2 separate regions of the Mus musculus genome follow, and region 1 is linked to region 2. A link is a contact called in public HiChIP or PLAC-seq data. All regions are on one chromosome and are shown on one strand. The core of a region is the stretch at or near the end of the contact, and the rest is flanking DNA. Distances in the headings are between cores, read along the strand shown. Region 1 has its middle 41 kb from the start of 4930526H09Rik. Region 2 has its middle 26 kb from the start of Gm33172.

Region 1 (6,267 bases), core at 909-3,408, 230 kb after region 2:
CCCTTGGTCTTGCAAAGATCATATGCCCCAGTACAGGGGAATGCCAGGGCTAGGAAGGGGGAGTGAGTGGGTTGGGTAGCAGGGCAGGGGGAGGGTATAGGGGACTTTCAAAGAGGAAACTAGGAAAGGGGGTAGCATTTGAAATGTAAATGAAGAAAATATCTAATAAAGAAAAAGAAATACAAAAAATAAGTTTCTTAAGGTAAACATCTAAAAGTCTTTGGCTTGCCGTCAAGGATCAAAAGGTATTTTTCAATGTTTCACTAATAATCAATACACGAAAAATATCTTAATACCCCAATAAAGTAGAGTTAAGACAATGACCCCGATTAGATGGACCATGTTCCAGGACAGCCCCAAGGATATGTGGACAAAGCAAAATAGACTCAATGAGTTAAAGAGAGAGAGGAGAGTTGATGAAATTGGGTGGATCTGTGAAGAGTTGGCCAAATATAGTGTACAAAATTCTCACATAATTAGGTGTGATGGCGCACACCTTTAATCCCAACACTCAGGAGGCAGAGGCAGGCAGATTTCTGAGTTCGAGGCCAGCCTGGTCTACAAAGTGAGTTCCAGGACAGCCAGGGCTACACAGAGAGACCCTGTCTCAAAAAAACAAAAAACAAAAAAAATTAATAAAATGTTATTTCATGGAGAAAAGGAAAATATTATTTGAGGAAGAAAAGATAGTAGTGGAAGTATGAATATAATAAGATAAATATCATACATGTGTCAATGTCATGATGAGTCTCACTGTTTGATACAACTAATAGACAGGAGTTACAAAGGAAAAAATATTTTAAAAATCCTTCTGAACTCTTTGGAATCATATGAGCAATCTAAGGAGGAAGTCCGGTCTATTTTCAGCCCCAAATTAAATATGGCCAATTTAAAATTAATTGACACAATATTTATAAATAACTCAAGACTCATCCGAGGTGGCAACACTTCCTCCCTATGCTCCATCCTCTCAAGTGTTCGAAGCTTACATTAAGGCCTCCAAATTGAGCAATCTTGCTGAATCATTAATGTTACCCTTTTGACTCACAAGAAGACACAAGGATTTGACAAAAATATTTACAAGCTTGCCTTCCTGAACCCATACTCCTGCTGTGGGGTCAGATCTCAACTTCATGATAGTTTTAGAAAACTATTTCTGGCATACCTGATCATGGTTAGTGACTTCAAGTCACATTGGCACAGAAAGGGGACTTCCCTTCTTACAGAGGAGCAGTGACATTATCGAACAGAACTCCATCTCCCCCACCCCATCTGTCTTGATCATCATGTTTCCCTTGATAGTCATTCACACAGATCCTTCATCTTATGAGAACTCTGGATTTCAGGCTGACTGTTAAACTTGGAAGGAAATTAGAGATCATAAAAACCCATGGTCTCTTCTCTCACTTGAAAAGCAGTGCTGGGTTGTGGGGGAGGCGCAGCTTTGTGTATAATTAGCAGTGATTCCTCCCTCTCTAGGTCTCCTTAAACTTGTGTGTTTCAGTTTCTTTTCTCCAGTACTCTAGAGATCATGTCAAAAAGAATCCCGGTAGATGACACAAAATTGTTTTTCATGGGTTCATTCATTTTCTCATTGAATAATATTTGGCACGACTGTGTGAAAGTTTCTGCTCAATCTACTATCTACATAGCAAGAAACACTGGCAGAATTTCTGCTTTCCAAAGTCTTAGTTGATTAAGTTACACGAACAACAGGAAAGGCTACCGTGAATGGTATGATATTTGTATATGGTAGATCAACAGGAGCAAATAAGAGAAATTGGTAGAACGAAGAGAGAAGATATTTCTAATCTGGGTTTGTTTACAAAGGAAAGCCTTCTGGGGTGGGTAATAGCCAGTCTATGACTTGAGTGAGCAGTTAAAAGTTTAAAAAAAAATGAAGAGACAAAGAGAAAGTGTCCAAAGAAAATCTTCACAACCCAGAAGGAACTAAAACAAGGCAGATCTGATGAAATACCACCTATTTCATCTAGTGGAGCCCAGGTGATCTAGGGCAGAATGGCGACACATGAAGCTGGAGAAACAGTCAAAGCCAGAATATACCAGCATTATTAAAAACAGTCATAAGGAGCTTAGACTTTTGTCTAAGAATTTCAGAACACAGTCAGGAATGTTAACATCTGGCAAAGATTACCGTGGTTAGATTGGGAAAGACATAATTTATGACAAGGAAGTCGGGGAGAGACAATTCAGACATGGAGACAAGCAACGGGCAGTCTGAATTAAAATATATCTCAGAAATATTTGTGCAGCTGAACCACAGGACTTTGGCTATACCAGGGCAAATGGGAATACACAAGGACCTGTCTCCTTCTACATTGTCCTCATTGCCTCCCTGCCTGTAAATCAGATAGATCACAGACCAAGCTCCCAAAGTGCTAAATTGAAGTCTGGAGGCTTTAAAGAAGGAAGGCTATGAAAAACTTCCTCTCTCACTAGTGCTCAGATGAAAAATTACTATATTTCAATCATTAGTCCAGACCCTGAACATCTAAATAGAAAGAGCACAGTGCCCATGTGTAAAGATTCCTATTTGGTAAGGCGTGATAGTCATGTAAACACATAGATAGAAAGCTGTGCTGGAAGTGTGCAAAGCCAAATCGGCCCACCAAGGAAATCACGAGGGATTGTGCGGGTGACTTCAACAAGAGCTTCTGATCTCATTTAGGAAAACTAAGCAGGACTTTCACATTCAGTGGAGGAGGAAGGTGGGGAATGGAGGAAATGAAAGTGTGTAGATAATAACATGGTTTCTGAGTGAGAGATACAGTCCACACTGTAAAAGAGAAGCCAGATATAGGAAGTTAAACATTGTGATCAAGGTCAAGAGGTTTATGGGTATGTCCTAAATGGGTATGATGTGACGGGTGTGTTAAGAAACTTCGATTTTAGCTATTAAACAGTGAAAAGAGTGAAAACAGCAAAAGAAAAGTCTCAGAGAAACCATTTATAGTTTAGATACTGATGCCATGTTTGAACAGGGGATAAGGTTTGAGGGAAGATATCGGAAAGCAAGGTGCAAGTCAAGAGGTTCTTAAATTTATGTAAAAAGGATCATGATGGGAGTCTACCCATGCGTGATAAGGGGTGATTCAGAGCAAAAGAGGGGGAGCTTCTTAGAAGAAAATGTTGAAAAAATATTCTAAGAAATAGGACTGCTGTTGGCAAAGGAGCTGGGAAAAGTAAAAATAGTTTCTTCCTGGAGTGACTGGCGAGACGGAAGCACTGAAATAGGGATTAATGAAGATAATCACTTTGCACTCTGGATTCTACTTCTATGCAGATAGCATGTACCTGGAGCTCAACATGATCTACACATAGGAGTCCAGATCACCGTCATCCAAAAAAGTCAACTTCCTTAGGAACAATTAGACTTGTCTACTTGGTTATTAAATAATAAATTGATCTATTAATTTGATTTAAAAAATACGTTGCTCCAAAACATACTTAGTAGTTTCAGGATGCTTTAGAGTATAACAGAAAGAAGTATAAAAGGAACACGTCATAAAAATATTAACACATAAGAGAGGAAATGAGAAAGTGCCTACTAATAAACAGGAGAAATCATATGACAACTTCAGAGTGAAACAATCAGAAGTCAGGAGAGCAGTGACCTTGAAGAATAAATCCAGTAAAATATGGGCTACAGATAGCCTTTGATCCACCACTGAAAACCTTATAAATAATAGTAGTGATCAAAGCAGCTTTAAAGTAGACAAAAACGGAAATAGGTCACCTAAGCCACCCTTGGTATTTACCTGTGGTTGACACACTAGACATTCCAAACAAAGGTTTCTTGTGCCCTAGATTGGGGAAGAAAGTATAATTAAATCAGTAATTATTGAATGGTTTCCTCAGAAATGCAGTAAGAAATACAATCAAGGTGTTCCTTGCTGTTCTTTTGAACCCAGATACTCTGTGATCGTTGGATGCCCAGTATTCCTCTGAGATGCAGACTGCTTCAAAATCACCTTCCTCACGAAATCTGTCGGAGCTAAAAGTTTAAAGAGAGTTCAGTTACAGAGAGGCTTAATAGATATTTGATTTCTGTGTATTAGAAATCAAGTAGATGGAATACAGACAGTGAGAAACACCAGCTTGTTGGGTTGGGTATAGCCTGAGCATTCCCAAGAAACAATTGTGTTTTACTTTGTCCCAGGAAGGCATGGCTGAGAGATCGTGGAATCTTTGGGATATTAAATCTAGTTAGAAGTTCTTGAGTATCACAGGATTAAGAGTTGAGCTGTGGATGGTTATGTTTATTATTTTATGTCTTGTTTGTTTGTTTGTTTGTTTGTTTGTTTTTGTTTTCTGAGACAGGGTTCCTCTGTATAGCCCTGGATGTCCTGGAACTCACTTTGTAGACCAGGCTGGCCTCAAACTCAGAAATCCGCCTGCTTCTGCCTCCCGAGTGCTGGGATTAAAGGCGTGTGCCACCATGCCAGGCCATTATTTTACGTCTTAAATGTCCTGTATATTATAGAGACTTGAATGAGCCATTTTATTTTTCCCTTTGAATCTAGACAAAGAAAAGAAACTCTTCAAGGCAATATTTAAAATCATAAAATGTTCTGTGATATGTGAAGGAAACTTTGATAGGCACCAACAGACTAAAGTCTAGCTAACAGTAGCCTGCTTGGTGCTTCTAAATAATGTATCAATCCTGTGGTACCTTAGGTTCCTCACATATAGTATCTATTCTGATAACCTCTAATAGCCCTTCTGGCTATTACTGCATATGACTACAGACACAATTATGCATTATCTTTTGCTATAGCCATTAATACACAAAGTAAGTTTCTCAGAGGACATGCCCAGGGTTTTAGGAAAGCATTTGTTATATTTTTACTTTGGAAAGTCCTTTACCTATTCCAATAGGAAAACAACATGAAGGGACATTTTTATATTTTCCTGCAAGATAAGAAAACGTGTAAATCAGAGGCAAAGAATGTCAGGCTCATAATAAGCCCCCAAGTGCATATGTGATTCATCTAAAATGAAATAAAATTTAAAAATGAATAAGGCTCCTTGGAAAAACTCTAGACCTATATCAAAGCCATTGTTCTTAAATATTTTATGTAGCATATTACAACCACAATATATATAATGTACTTTATTGCATCCTACACCATGAGTAGAATACCAATGTTCTGCCACCCCTTTGGAAGGGTACCCCAGAGAGTTTCGAATCATTAAGGAATTTACATTTCAGAAGCCGGAAACAGTAAACATTCCCAAGCATGTCTTATTTGTGAAGGTTTATCTTAAGGCTGCATAAAGCAATGGAAAAACAAAAGAGATAATTATCTAGAGACATTGGACAAAAAAAAAAAAATCAGAAAATCCAATTATCCAACACCTGGAAATTCTGCTTTGAATTTCTATTTTCATTTAAGAGTAACAGGTACATTTTAAAACACTAAAAAAATCAGAGAACATTGGTTTATCCTCCATTTTCTAGTTCCCAAACGATCAAGTAGAAGTTACTATGTAAGAGAAGAATGAAAATATATTTTCATATATCCATTTTTTGAAAACATACTGAAGACATATTTAATAATGGATGGGTGCTGTTTATTGACAACACTATTTTATCCTGGGCCCCAAAATATTCAAAATCATGACCCTTTCCAAACACAAGCTTACATGGCCTCAAAATCTATAGCCATACCACATGAAACATGCCAGAACTAGTACAAGGAAATATTCATACCCTACATACCCTAACATAAGAATATTTGTACAAGCCAGGCAGTGGTGGCACATGCCTTTAATCCCAGCACATGGGAGGCAGAGGAAGGCAGATTTCTGAGTTCGAGGCCAGCATGGTCTACAGAGTGAGTTCCAGGACAGCCACAGAAATACAGAGAAACCCTGTCTCGAAAAACCATTAAAAAAATAAAAGAATATTTGTACAGATCACAAGACAAAAGAGAATGACTTTTCATATGAATCCTTCAGGTTGATGTATGAATAAGGCAATGTGAAGGTGTGATTATGAAGAATGTCCTTATGGCAGTGAAGGAGAGAATATGGAGTTGTGAAGGTGTGGTTAGGGAGCATGCTCAGTGATGCCATGGGAGGAGAACAACACACCCCATGCCGGTGTAGTAAGAAGGCATGACCTCGTGAGGGTGGGTGAGGGAGCATGACTTGTAAAGACAGGGTGAGAAAGTTTACCCTGCGAAGCTGTGATAAAGAAATATTTGGGGTCTTCATGCTTTTCCTTTCTTGGGCATCATTGCT
Region 2 (6,170 bases), core at 2,902-5,401:
ATTTTGCAAGCATTGGGGAAAGGTTTGAGTAGCACTTTCCAGCAAACTGCAATCGCTTGAGATTTAGATCTGGGAGGGGGTGGGGGCTTGGAGTGGAGGTGAAATGTCTCCTCTGATGTCAGGGCTGTGGCTGAGCTCACTGACAGCAAGCCCTTTGATCTCTCCTGACCACTAATACTAATCCTGACGCCCTTTGCATTGGTTTCCTTTTCCATGTGGAGAATTTGCACTGCCTTAGTTTCCTGTTTCAATCTCATATGCGTATTGCTTTCTATATGTGTTGAATTGTGTCTAGCTGGCTTACCCTGAGAGCATCCTGACACGAGATTATCAAATTTGGAAAAAAACAAAAAAAAACAAAAAAACAAAAAAACACAGAGTCCATAAGCAACCCATCCTGCAGTTAACCATTTCCCTCCCAGCCATCTCCTAGTGGTTCTGGTACTACATTAGAAAATTCTGTTTTATTGTCTCCTTCTGATCCTGTGCTGGAGTAGGAGCTTAGTGTAGTCTGAGTGATGTAGGAAGCGTCAGCCAAGACCTTTGGCTGAAGAGTCTGATAAACTGTCATCGAGAGACACTCAGAAATTAGGGCAGCCTTACCTTTAAGCCCCTTGGAAGCATTCATCCAAACATCCACAGACTTTGGCAAGTGACTTGGCAGGTTAGTCACTCAAAAAGAGTGTAGTGAATTGCTTTCTACAAACTGCACACACTTACTTCCTCGGGATAATGTGCACACTGGCACAGGGAAGATAAACTCTCCTAATGGCTTTCTAACAGGCACGCTTGTCGCTAAAGTTGTTCAACTGTAATTTGCACAGATTTCACTTCTAACCTACTTTCACTAGGCTTTAGAACAAAAAAAAAAAAAAAAAACGCTCAAACGGGAAAACAGCAAACACCCTGTAGAAGGTGTACACAACAAACCGATCAAAGACAAGTTATGATTTGGGAAAGCAGAATGAAGAATTGAAGGACGGGCTGAATTATTAATATTTTTCTATTGTTCAGTGAATAGCTAGGCTGACAATAGTCATTGTGTTCCCAGGCTTTTATTGTAACTGCGATGTATTGTATTGGGTAGTAGGATCTGGGAACACATATTATCTGATAAACAATCTCATACACAATGGCTGGTTTCCCAGGCTCTGTAAAATGCCCATTTAAACTCATAATATAATTTGAATGAGTGAGTCTATTGAATAAATGTTTCTTTTAACCATAACAAATATTTCAACAACTCCTAACCTAAAGCCTTTAAATGTAGATGTGAAACACTGGTAATCTGAAGTTTTAAGAATGTAACTGATGGCATAACAACTTGAATTATGGTTGAGGACAGAGCATCTACAACTGTGACTGTCGGTGACCTTTGTCCCTTCTGGAGACTCTGAAAGCTGAAGAAAATTAACTATATATCCAGACTTTGCCAGAACTGGTCTAAAACTCAGATTGTTTGATAAAAATGTCTCAACTACCAGCATTATTTTCTTGCCTATCAAAGCAATATTACTGGTTATATGTGTGTATGTATATACATATACTATTATATAATGTATGAGTCTATTTCTGGGTGGAGATTCCTTTCCACGGTTGTGTATACCCTCTCTTAGTCAGAATCATTTATTCTTTATTATAGTAGGTTCATAGTATTTCTTGTTGTATGCCAGTTACAATACATTCTCATTTTTTAACCTGTTAATATGGTGAGTGATAACTGGTTTGAGGGAAATTGGAACAGCCTAAAATTGCTGGAATAAAACCTATTTCTTCAAGGTACATAATAATTTTTATATATTGCTAAATATAGTTTCTTAGAGTTTTGGTGGGCAAATTCGGATAGTATTCTACAGTGTTCTCCTCTCCCCAGTTTGGTTTTAGTATCGGGATAATGCCATTTTCATAAAACAAGCATAGCCTCTAACATTTTCTTGAAAAGACTATATGGGACTAATATTAATTGAACTTTAATATCTGTATGAATTCTCCAATGCATGGGCCTGGAAATTGTTCCAAGAAGCTTTAAATCACAAATTCAAATTCCTTAATAACTAAAGATTATTTTAATTGTTGACTTTGTATTGGGCAATTATTAGTAGTTAGCATTTTAAATTAATTTGTTCCATGTATGGTTTCAAATTTATGTGTACAAGGCAGGTCAGCCTATTCTTTATTATCCTTCTGCTGTCTGCAGGTTTTGCAGCAATATCTGCCATTCCATTCCTTACCTAATGATACGGCTTTTCTTTCCCGTTGTTGGTTTTACAAGTTATCTGCTTTAGGAGGCTTTAAGGAAGCAGGTCTTTGCCCCACTGATGCTGTCTTTGTCTGTCTGTAGGATTTTTCACTCCTCTTCTTACTCTGTCACTTTCTTCCTCCCTGCCTTGCTTTCCCTTTCTCCTTTCAGTAGCCTGAAGCTGTGGTCACTCACTCTCTCACACTATGTTCCTCTTCTCTCCTCCGCTCACATCCAGACCCTTCACTTCCCTCTCAGACTTTCTTTGCCAGTGGCAACTTTGCATAGGTTGCTTTTTTTTTTCTTCTGTTTAATTCATTTTCAAATTTTCCATTAATCTTTCCTCACTTTATAGATTACCTATGAGTACGTTATTATTATTTCCAAACATCTTGAGAGTTTCATGTCATCATTTGTCCTTCACTTCCATTCTATTGTAAGCAAAGAACACAGAACAATATCAGCTGCCACTCTGGTTTTCCCCAGTCAACTTTTTATTCCCATTTCTCATTGCTAGAGCTTGTTCTTGGTTCTCTTTGTTGTTACTGCTAATTTTTGATGTTATGATTTAATTATAATATTTTCTCCCTTCCCCTTCAGCCCTCCAAATCCTCCTATATATCCCTTCCAGCTCATTTTCAAAGTCATGGCTTTCTTTTCATTAATTGTTAGTACAGGCATATATGGATTTCTATAAACATCTATATTCTTAAATACAATCTACTGAGTCCACATAATTTCCCTTGTGAAATCATGTGTAACTCACATTTTCAGAGCTGACCTTTTGACCCCGGGCAACAAATTGTTGTGCTCTTCCCTGCGAGGGCCACTGTCCCACTCCCAGCTTTACTCAGTTGTCCATCATTGTTTTTGTAGGGTTGAGACCTCATGGGCTGTTCCCTATTCAGTTTGGTCATTGCCATCATCTTTGTCCAGCTCACATTGGGCGTTCATGTTTGTGAGACTTTGTGGATATAAGTTCAACACATGAATCCTTCCTTTAGGAGATCTTACCAGTACTTCATATTGAAAAGGTCAGCTCAGAGCCATTGGAAAATTCCACCAGGCACCCCCTGCCCTCGGAAGAGACAGGTCAGAGAGCACGTAGGCCAGGAGGAAGACACTAATTAAGCCTCTACTACCTCATTCCCTAAAGACCAATCAGTTTAAAGGGTACACTATTACACCAATCATATTGTGCCTAGTTGCTGATGCTCTATTCTGCTCTTGGAAACTGTATAAAAACTCACTGAATGGGCCACTCAAGGTCACCACCTCTCCTTCAGATGCAGGATGACAACCACAGCATGCAGGAACAGTACATTCTTCTTGCTTTTGCATTTAGGCTTGTTTTAGTTAGCATTTTCTTTTAATACTGATCCTGCAGGAAGATAAATGGTTGCTTAGCCCCAAGTAGGTGTTAAAGAACCCATTTCCCATTTGGTCTTTATTGATATGTACAAGGTATAGAGGACTCATTGTTGTTGATAATCAAATATTGGAGTTTGATCTTGTCACATGGTTTTCACTAATTCAGTGGGCACGAAATGCCTTATTAACAGACAAGGGAACCCTCTTGTCTTTCCCTGGTACTATCCCAGTGAACACTGAAACACCTTATAGCAACTTCTTGAAGCTGTAGTCTTTCCACCTCAGAATCTATGCTCAGCTCTCTCGGGACTTCCCCCCTGCACTGTGGTGTTTTGCTAAATTAGGGAAGTTATTGTTTAACAGCTCTCTCTTCCTTGGTTGCCTCTTTCATAGTATGTTGCCTAAAGAAATCGTGCTCTGGCTGGTTTTCCTTTCTGTTTAGCATTTGTTTTTATTTTTGTCTGCATTCATTATTGTTTCCAGGAGGCTGGGTTCATCAGCCCCACGTCTGGGATAAATGAGACAAGATGAGCATCCCGGGACCATATGACTTCATTCCCCTCACGTTAAGCTCTCTGGCTGGTCAACCTTGTCATGTCTGTGTTTCAGAGTTTTCACATTTTTTTAAAATGTTTGTTTGTTTGCTTGTTTTTGTAGTTACAATGTCTAGTGTTCTAAGTTGTATTTAGATGTTTTCTGTGACTCTAGAGAACCCTAACTAATACAGAGATAGAAAGAAATATATCACTCCATTTTCTTTAGAAACATTCTTAAACCCACGCCACAAAGTTTTCTAAGTGATCTTGTAGAAGACATTGTAAACATGAATAACTTTATCGCTAGATTCTGAGCTTGACATTATCATAGAAAAGCTACTCCCTTAAGTTTAGAAAAAGGTTCATCAGGTATTTTAGTATGTTTCAAGTTGTAACATACTAAGAATTAAAATGAGTTTTGGTGACTTTCTCTAAATACTTATTTCTTATATATCTTTTTCTTTATATAGTTATTCCTTTATTCAACATATCCTATAATTTATCACAATTCTTCCCAGTCCTCACTTCTCTTTTTCATCACATCTTCTCTCCTAAAGCATATGAAAAACTATAGGCCTGCAAAAGAAGGGTCAAATCACCTTCCTGGTCACTCTCTCATTAAATAATAGTGTAAAAAGGGCACTGGATCCAGAGTAGAAAATGTGCATTTATGTAATGTTCAGGCAGTTCCCCTTATATTATTATATAATATTATATATATATATATTACATTATTATATTATATATATTATATATTATATTAATATATTATAATATTCCCCTTATATGTATAGATGTGTCTATGATAACAGATTATAAATCCCCTTAGAGCAGTTGAGACTCTAAAGCTAAAGTTCAGCTTAAAACACTCTGTATTTTAAAAAGTCTCAGAATTTAAAGCATGTAAAAAGTTGCATTTCAAATATTACAGCAAAATACTGAAGACTAAAGCAAATGTTATGTTGCCTTGCATGAATTTGCTGGTAATTGCATAACAGACATAATCTGTTACACACCTATGTTGGGCTAGGGTGTACATTCCAGAGTTTCTAGGATCAGAGTTGATGTTCATCTCTTTTATCAGTCTACAGTCTCCCAGAGAAAAAGAGCCAGAGACAGGCTGTGTTCTTTAGAGCCTGGTCTGTAATAGATAGTCCAAATGTTTACTGAAAAGAGAGAGAAAAAATGGTGTCCTGTGATTGCTGATATCTTTTGGAATTAACGTAAAAGAAAAGCATTTCTATTGCCACAGAGGGTGTGCCTTTAAAATAAAAATGGGTCTTAGAAAAAAGTCATTATCCATCACTTTAACTCCTGCGAAAGGAACAACTGTAGATAAAGATTTGCAAGCCAAGCATTCCCCTGAAAGGGAAAGGGATGCATTTGATAAACATGGGTGAACATCAGACACTATTTTCCTTCTTTATCCAGTCTTTCTCTGGCTCTCTAACTGTTGACACTGGACACGTTCCAGGCCCACAGCTGAACCCACTTCAGAAGTGCATTCTCATTTCTCAAATGATTATAGATCTATTGATCTGGTTAGCAGAGAGTCTGGAATGCTGTTTATACTCAAATTCCACGGGCATCTTTTGATCTTTTCCAGAAGACCAAAGGCCATCAGGGACATCAACTGAGACTCTACCAACTGGCTACTTAAAGGAGAGGTGGTGAAGAAGGAAAGATTATTCATAATTTGTGCTAAAGTTAATTCCTCATACTTCCTTGCCCATATCTGACCCTCATTTTTCCTTCTGCTAGGTCCTTGTGTTGCTACAGATAATGAGGAAAATACCCGTTACTCTTATAATGTTTTCCTTCACAATCAGTTCATGCCCCAAACACACACACACACACACACACACACACACACACACATACATACACACACTTGAATTTGAAAGCATATTCATGATGTTGATCATTCTGCAGTTGCATAAAAAATCAGTAAGGTGTGTGAAAATATTCAGATTTTTCTAGAGATAGACTATTTTATGTTTCATTACATCTTAAAGGACTTAGGA

The links. HiChIP or PLAC-seq counts read pairs in DNA pulled down with a chosen protein or histone mark.
Region 1: an H3K4me3 HiChIP or PLAC-seq map of bone marrow-derived macrophages shows a contact between it and region 2, with 5 times the contacts expected there. The contact joins two enhancer-like sites. A contact is called at or near these places in 1 of 39 promoter capture datasets (the 3T3-L1 cell line), 1 of 15 datasets of contacts at CTCF or cohesin (the NIH/3T3 cell line), 1 of 484 Hi-C or Micro-C datasets (uterus) and 3 of 115 datasets of contacts at active chromatin or transcription factors (the NIH/3T3 cell line, bone marrow-derived macrophages and microglia).

The regions. Positions count from the first base shown.
Region 1 is chr13:110,942,108-110,948,374 of GRCm38.p6, forward strand. No RefSeq gene overlaps it. Among named protein-coding and RNA genes, the nearest start is that of 4930526H09Rik, 41 kb to the left of the region's middle. Within about 2 kb of position 2,159, at least 38 of the 459 cell types and tissues checked have an H3K27ac peak or open chromatin away from gene starts, as enhancers often do. A contact at or near this core is called in bone marrow-derived macrophages, where this site is marked.
Region 2 is chr13:110,707,115-110,713,284 of GRCm38.p6, forward strand. No RefSeq gene overlaps it. Among named protein-coding and RNA genes, the nearest start is that of Gm33172, 26 kb to the left of the region's middle. Within about 2 kb of position 4,152, at least 6 of the 459 cell types and tissues checked have an H3K27ac peak or open chromatin away from gene starts, as enhancers often do. A contact at or near this core is called in bone marrow-derived macrophages, where this site is marked.